2 separate regions of the Zea mays genome follow, and region 2 is linked to region 1. The links are chromatin contacts, called in public Hi-C maps. All regions are on one chromosome and are shown on one strand. Each heading gives the region's core, a stretch centred on a gene start, on an enhancer-like site or on the middle of the called end of the contact. The rest is flanking DNA. Distances are from core to core; before and after follow the strand shown.

Region 1 (3,528 bases), core at 263-2,762:
GTACCAATGAGTTCTTCCACATTGAACTCTTGTCTCTTATGTTTGAGAGAGGTAGCAAAGTCCTTCCAAGAAGGTGGCAACTTGGCGATTATACCGCCATCCACAAACTTATCAGGCAAAGGACAAGAAAAAAGTTCGAGTTCCTTAGCTAGTGCCTGGAACTCATGAGCCTGTTCCACTACAGATCGGTTCTCAACCATCTTGTAGTCATACAGCTGCTCCATGAGATACAGCTCGCTACCAGCGTCAGTTACTCCAAACTTTCCAACAAGTGCATCCCACAGCTCTTTCCCTGTAGAAAGGATGATATAGCTTTTCTGGAATTTTGTATCAAGTGCGCTAATTACTGCTCCTCAAAAGAGGTTGTCTTCAGCCTTAAACTTAGCCTCATCTTCAGAAGTTAAATCTGACAGAAAAATGCCTAACATTAGGTTTTTGGATTGTTAGAATTATAGACATTTTTCATATCATTTTAATTCCATAAATTAACATTATGATGATGACATATAACAAATAATTAATCATAGAAATCGTGATCTCAAATATATCCATAACAATATGGATCATGAGAACACAAAGCATATGAATCATATAAATCATATAAATATGATAAGCATATAAACTGACTGAACAATTGAAAATAAACAGATAGAAACATAAATAGCATGACTGTAAAATTAAAACAGACAGATATAACATATTATAATATGACAGAATAGATGAGATAAAATCATTGCTACATATAAAACAACACAAATAAATATATGAAACATATATAATCTGCAGAACGTAAAACAGTAAGGAAATAAACTGATCATACCCTCCCATGCGCTCTGATGATCCAGATCATTGTCCAGCTTCCCTTTGTCATGTTGTCAGGAAGAATATGTTTTGGGCAGTCGCGTAAACGCTCACCAAAAACCTAATTGCTGATCCCCCGTGCAAGGTCTCGAACGGCAGGGGCTTCAGAGACACATGCCCTTCTCCTCTACTGAAAGGTTTAACCCGGAGTTGAAACTCCCGCGATTAATGAGTGCTAAAAATTAACACAACCACCCCACGACCGCCCGCCCGCGCGTCTGCCTCGCCCGTGCCCGGCCGGCGGCGGCGCGCGTGGCACGCCGTTGTCTATTTCTTGACTTCTTAAATTAAGTGAAATAATTCCCACCATATAAGTCAAGTCAAAAGACCTTTGAACTTCCAATATGATACTACTGGTATTATCCATCATTACACACCATAGAGTTTATTCAATAAATTGGCCAACCCCATAAAAAATCGAACATTACATAGCCCGCCGCCACCGAACCAGTTGCTTGCCGCCGGCCTCCACCAGCTGCTAGCCGTCGGCCAGGCCCTCCGCCATCAGGAAGCTGTTCGTTGCCGGCCCCGCTCTCCACCAGCCTGAAGCCCCGTTCTCCGCCGCAGCCCCGTTCGGCTGCTACTGCTGCAGCAGCTTTCATCCATCCAGGCATCCGGCGACAAGCAGTTGCATATTCTCATAACAGTGGCCTTGCCTATCAGCTCAACAGGGCAACAGGCCTGAGCGGCTGCCTTGGCTGGGGACTGGGGTGACCGTGACCTACAGGTTGAGTCTGACGGGCTTTTTTCTACACAATTTGCTTGTTCAAATTGCTTTGTATTTTTTTTTCTCTGGACGCAAATCTTTGACTGGCGGAGAAGAGGAGCAGGAGGAGCGTTCGCTGGCGAAGAGCCGAAGACAGAGAGCTCGAGCGAGAAAGAACAAGGGCAAATGAGGGACTCCAGCTCCGGTCCAGCAGATTACGAGCGGCGTTAAGGGCTTAAGGCAAGTGTGTGTGAGTGTGTCTCGGTCCCATATCTGAAAGAGTGCAACGTTGATGAACAAAAGTGAAAACGGCCATATTGGTAGTCTCATTTTTGCAATAAGCTCATCAAAAAGATGCTTCTTCCTCGAAAGCTTCTCCCATGGCGGCGCCCCGCTCAGGACGCCCAGGCCCTGGCAGGCCGCCTCCTGCGCTCCTCTTCATCCTCCTTTGACCCCGACGACGACGACCCTCCGTTCACGCGGGTTCCTAAGCTCCCACCTCGGGCGCCATCGACGCCGCCGCCGAAGCCCAAGGCCCTGGCGGGCAAGATCAGGCCCGATGAGCCTGCGCACTCCGACCTTCCCTTTGACTTCCGGTACTCGTACTCGGAGACAGACCCGACATGGAGGCCCATCGGTTTCCGCGAGCCCACCCGGTTCTCGCCCTTCGGCCCCGGCCGCCTCGACCGCCCATGGGACGGCACAGCCGCGGCACGCGTCGGCGATTATGCTAGTGGCGACGAGAGGATCCGGGAGGAGGTTCTCGGGGAACCTCTGTCGGAGGAGGAGGTGGCGGCGCTGGTGGAGAGGTACCGGCACAGTGATTGCTCACGGCAGATCAATTTGGGTGAGTTTTTTTTTATGCTTCCAGTACCGAATGGTGTCTATTTCTGAATTCTGATGCTTTGCGTGATATATGTTTACAGTACTATTATTGAGTATTGTTGTTTGATTATCCACAGTCAGGTACTATTTTCGTGAAATGGGCTGAGACCCAGTATTTCACTTGCAACATGGTTTGGACTAGTTCTGAAAATATTCTCATGTAATCCAAATGCTCCCCCGATTTCCTTCGTCTATTATCCACGTTTATAGGTTTCTGGAAAGTCCCCACTGCCCTAGAAGTAGGAATCAGTTTTTCCTGTGAAATGGATGTAGAAATTCATAGTTCAGGGGATATGGAGAAAATGGTGTTTGGTCAATGTTTAGGTGTGTTTTAATCAATTTTTTTAGTATATTTCTAAAGTTAGTTATGTTTTGATCATATATTTGGTGTTCTGAACAGTTTGCGCTAAAATCATACTCACTCCGTCCCAAAATATTAGTTGTTTTAGCTTTTGATTTTTGTGATGATAAATCTAGACACATATATAAAACAAATATATTAATTATTGTATGAATCAACTTAAAAGGTAAAACAGATTTTATTTTTGGACGGAGTGAGTAGTATAAAGAACTACATCCGATTCCATATTGTAGGTTGAAACACATGTGCTGTGTTGCATCGAAAGACCATTGTTCTTCAGAATATACTGTTGCACCATTTGGGGCTATAGATAAAAAATTGCATGCCCTGGTATAAAAATGATGTTTCATGCTCCCAGGGAAAGGTGGGGTAACACACAATATGCTTGATGACATCCACAACCATTGGAAACGTGCAGAGGCTGTGAGGATCAAATGTCTGGGAGTGCCAACGCTCGACATGGACAACATTTGCTTCCATCTCGAGGTCATAATACGGTACTACATGCTTGAGTGTACTAGGACTCGTGCTCTTCTCTCGGTGTGTGTCATATCCTCATGTTGGTGCACACACATTGTGCAGGATAAAACAGGCGGCAAAGTCGTATCCCGCAGCATAAACATCATTATACTGTACCGCGGTCGGAACTATGACCCCCAGAAAAGGCCTGGCGTACCATTGATGCTGTGGAAACCGTTAGCTCCTATCTATCCTA
Region 2 (3,528 bases), core at 433-2,932, 350 kb after region 1:
GAACTATATGGCTGTTATGACTTATGAGTTTGACTTATCGCTGATTTGGTTCAGTTTGAGGCTTCAAATGAGGTAAGACTTGCTGTTTATTTCAGTTTAGTTCAATTTCATGCTTCAAATGAGGTAAAACATGCTCTTTCTTCATATATAAGTGTTATATTGTCTATATGAAGCCATTATATAGGCAAAACAACCACTATATTGGCACGTCGACGACTAGTCGACTGACTTATCGACTAGTCACCAAGTCGGTACCTTGTCGACTCGACTTAACGACTTGAAAACCTTGTCTGTACCTGCCGTTTGGGGGGAAAAACAATATGTGGATACAAGTAAATTTTGTTTTAAAAACATAACAAGGCATGCCATCTAGGTTTTGTAGCAATCAGTGACACCATTAACGGAGCAGGAGCACACAGTTCACAGGATGGGAAGAAATTAAAGGAGGAAAAGTGATAGAACATGATGAACTCACCTGCTCCCAACGAATTGCTGCCTTCTCGGTCAGTGGTCCCACTGTCGTCAGAGCTGCAAATCAGAAGGACAAATCCACCACTGCGCACCGAGGGGCCTGTGAAGAGAGGAACGCAAGCGCGCCACCAGCCCACCACACCAGTCAAGGGAAGTCGCAGAACCTGGTGTCGAATCAGGGCAGATATGAGGATCCTTTGAACTGAAAGAAAACTACAATTTAATTTCCTTGAGTTGTCCTTCAGAGTTCAGAGTGAACTATCTGTCACTAAACTTGGCTAATTTTTGAACTTGTAACTTACTGCTTACACTTATATAAAAATGGATCATATGTATATGTACGTGCAAAATTGTAGAAGACTAAGTGAGACTAGCAGCACTGGGGGCCAATCTTCATAATAATGGAGAGAGAATAGGGCTACAATTGTAAAACAGATCGAGCACCCAAAAATCCTCAGTTAATTACAGAATGTAGTACAAGCTATGTGGCGCCAAGAAGAAGGTGGGGGGGTACCAGCGCGAATCCAGCACGGGTTCCGGTGGTAGCGACTCCCGGCGGCCAGGGTGGCGGCGGCGGCGGCGGTGAAATACGAGCTGGGCGCTACTTCAGCAGGGCAGGGGATGATGCGGAGAATAGATAGGGGAGGAGAGCAAGAGGAGGCGCACCTGGATCAACGGACGTCGCCGCCTCGCTGGAGAAGGTCACGCGGGAACGGCGGCGGCGGGCCGCGGGCCGGCGGCGTTGCCGCTCTATTTCTGCGGGAGCCGGGAGCGGACGGCAGATCGACCCGACGTGCCCTACGGCCCTACCCACTCCGACCCGCCCCAACCCGCATCGCAGTGAACCCAACCCGCCCCGGCCCGCTAGCTATCGAAACCCATTTCCACCCAGCCCATAGAACTCATTTCGACCCACCCCATTGCATCACGCTGTTCATTGCATCGCAGCAGCACCTGATGGACGGGAGGAATTTATCAAAATAGGTCGTTCTAAACTGCCGCTCTGCAAAATACGCCTGCGCTAGCTCAGGTCGTAAAAATGGGTCGCTCAAGCGCTGTCACTCGCCAGGAGAGGTCACGACAGCTTCTGGCGTACCTGGTAGGTGGGCCCGTGTTGCTCCCTGCCGATTTTGCCCTTACGGCCGTTCACAACGCCGTCTTCTCCCTCCATTAACCGAAGCATATCGAGCTCTCAGTGTCCGCTCTCTGCTGCTCTCTGGCTCTGGAACGCCGCTCTCCTCGCGCTCTCAGTGTCCGCCGCCACCGATCTTCACGGCCTGGCCGGCGACGGCGACGACTAACCCCACTCCTCCTCCTCTGCAGGTGATCTTCCCCCTTCCCTCTTCCCCTGTCCGCTGACATATCCCCTACCCTCTGTAACGTTTACGTACCCAGGCGAATGTGCGGCAGCCGGCAGTGAGTGGGTTCATCCAGAGGGTCGTGCAAGCCATTGGAATAGAACTGCGAAGACGTCTGCCACTCCTCCCCTTTGCAGGTAACTTTTGCCCACCCCACCCCTCTGTCACGGCGTCGCGGTGCTCAATCCGGGCAGCTCCCAAGTTCTATCGCCGCCGCGGCAGCGCCATATATTCAAAATATGTTTGACCATTATGTGTAATAATTTGTGCTAACACTAGATATAGGTGGTGACATTCCGTCTCCGAAGTCTACATATGATAGGTACATTTCACTTATAACTCTTTTGCTTTTAATGTCGGAGTATAATGACTAATTAAAATTTTATTTTGTAGTAGCCTTGTACTTGTGTCAGTTAGTGGCATCCAATCTTCAAGTGTGCCAAGTGGAGAAGGTGGACCATCCGCTGTTTTAGAAACACAAGGTGCAGCTCCTAGTGGAGAAGGTGGACCATCCGCTGTTTTAGAAACACAAGGTGCAGCGCCAAGTATAGAAGGTGGAAGACCTCTTTTATTACTAGGACCATCCAGTGTAGCGCCAAATCTTCCAACTACTCCATCATGCCATGGCACTGGTCCTAGAATGCTTAAAAAGAAGTTCACACCAAAAAAAAAGGAAGGCATGAGTACCTGATATGTAAGATTTGAAATATGTTGTGTGAACTATGTGTTATTTGAGACCATGTGAAGTGTAAGATTTGAAATATGTTGTGTGAACTATGTGTTATTTGAGACCATGTGAAGTGTAAGATTTGACATAGAACTGTTGAGCTGCATTCCCAGTTGAGACCAACAATCTGTTCATTTGTTATCTGTTTTTTGATCTGCTGAGCTGTTCATTTATTAATAACTGAACTAGAGCAGTTGTTAACAGATTGACAGATTGTGAGCAGTTCTGGAAGTTCTGGACAGATTCTGAACAGATTGACAGATTCTATCGTATTTACAATGTGTTAACTGACAGTTCTGGACAGTTCATTATCTGATAACTGGGAGCAAGTCGATCTGTTAACAACTGTTTGGAGCAACTGTTTGGAGATGTTTGGGAGCTGAGCCTGTTTGGAGCAAGTCCAACAACAGGCGTCCTTGAATTTACACTGTTGTCATCTCCAAACAGCTGGACAGTTCTCCAAACAATTTACAAACAGGCTCAGCTCAAGTGCACACCGAGACAAACAGCCAACACTTGAGCCAGCACTTGCCAGCACTTGAATTGTCCAGCAGCCAGAACTAGAGCAGCAGCAGCTCAGGTGCTAACAACTGGGAATGCAGCTCAAGTGCTGGCTGTTGGCGTTAACAACTGGGAATGCAGCTCAAGTGCTGGCTGTCCTTGAATTTACACTGTTGTCATCTCCAAACAGCTGGCTGTCCTCAGCTGCTCTAGTTCAGTTTTGACGACAGTGTAAATTCAACTGGGAATGCAGCTCAACTGCTGGACCAACAATCTGATGGTATGCACAATCTGTTGTTAGCACCAGAACTGGACTAACAATCTGTTGGTATGCACAGCAGCAGCAGCCAGAATTAGAGCAGCAGTAGCTCAGGTGCTGGACCAACAATGAACACCCAACACCAAGCAGTGGCACTCCCTCAAGTTATACCACCAGGCCGAACACAATTAGTGGAGTTAACAAATTATACT

What was found. A called contact is a pair of places that touch in the nucleus more often than the background predicts.
Region 2: a Hi-C map of tassel shows a contact between it and region 1, with 2.6 times the contacts expected there. The contact joins the promoter of LOC100191482 here to the promoter of LOC100281604 in region 1. A contact is called at or near these places in 2 of 25 Hi-C or Micro-C datasets (ear and tassel).

What each region holds. Positions count from the first base shown.
Region 1 is chr4:30,748,285-30,751,812 of Zm-B73-REFERENCE-NAM-5.0, forward strand. It overlaps LOC100281604, which reads left to right and starts at 1,513. Exons shown (of 6, transcript NM_001353168.1): 1 at 1,513-1,588; 2 at 1,692-2,414; 3 at 3,172-3,299; 4 at 3,396-3,528. The coding sequence starts at 1,922.
Region 2 is chr4:31,101,481-31,105,008 of Zm-B73-REFERENCE-NAM-5.0, forward strand. LOC100191482 reads right to left here and starts at 1,683. Exons shown (of 3, transcript XM_035967216.1): 1 at 476-1,683. It overlaps LOC100274932, which reads left to right. Exons shown (of 2, transcript XM_035967222.1): 2 at 2,226-2,690. The coding sequence ends at 2,302. It also overlaps the pseudogene LOC115307086.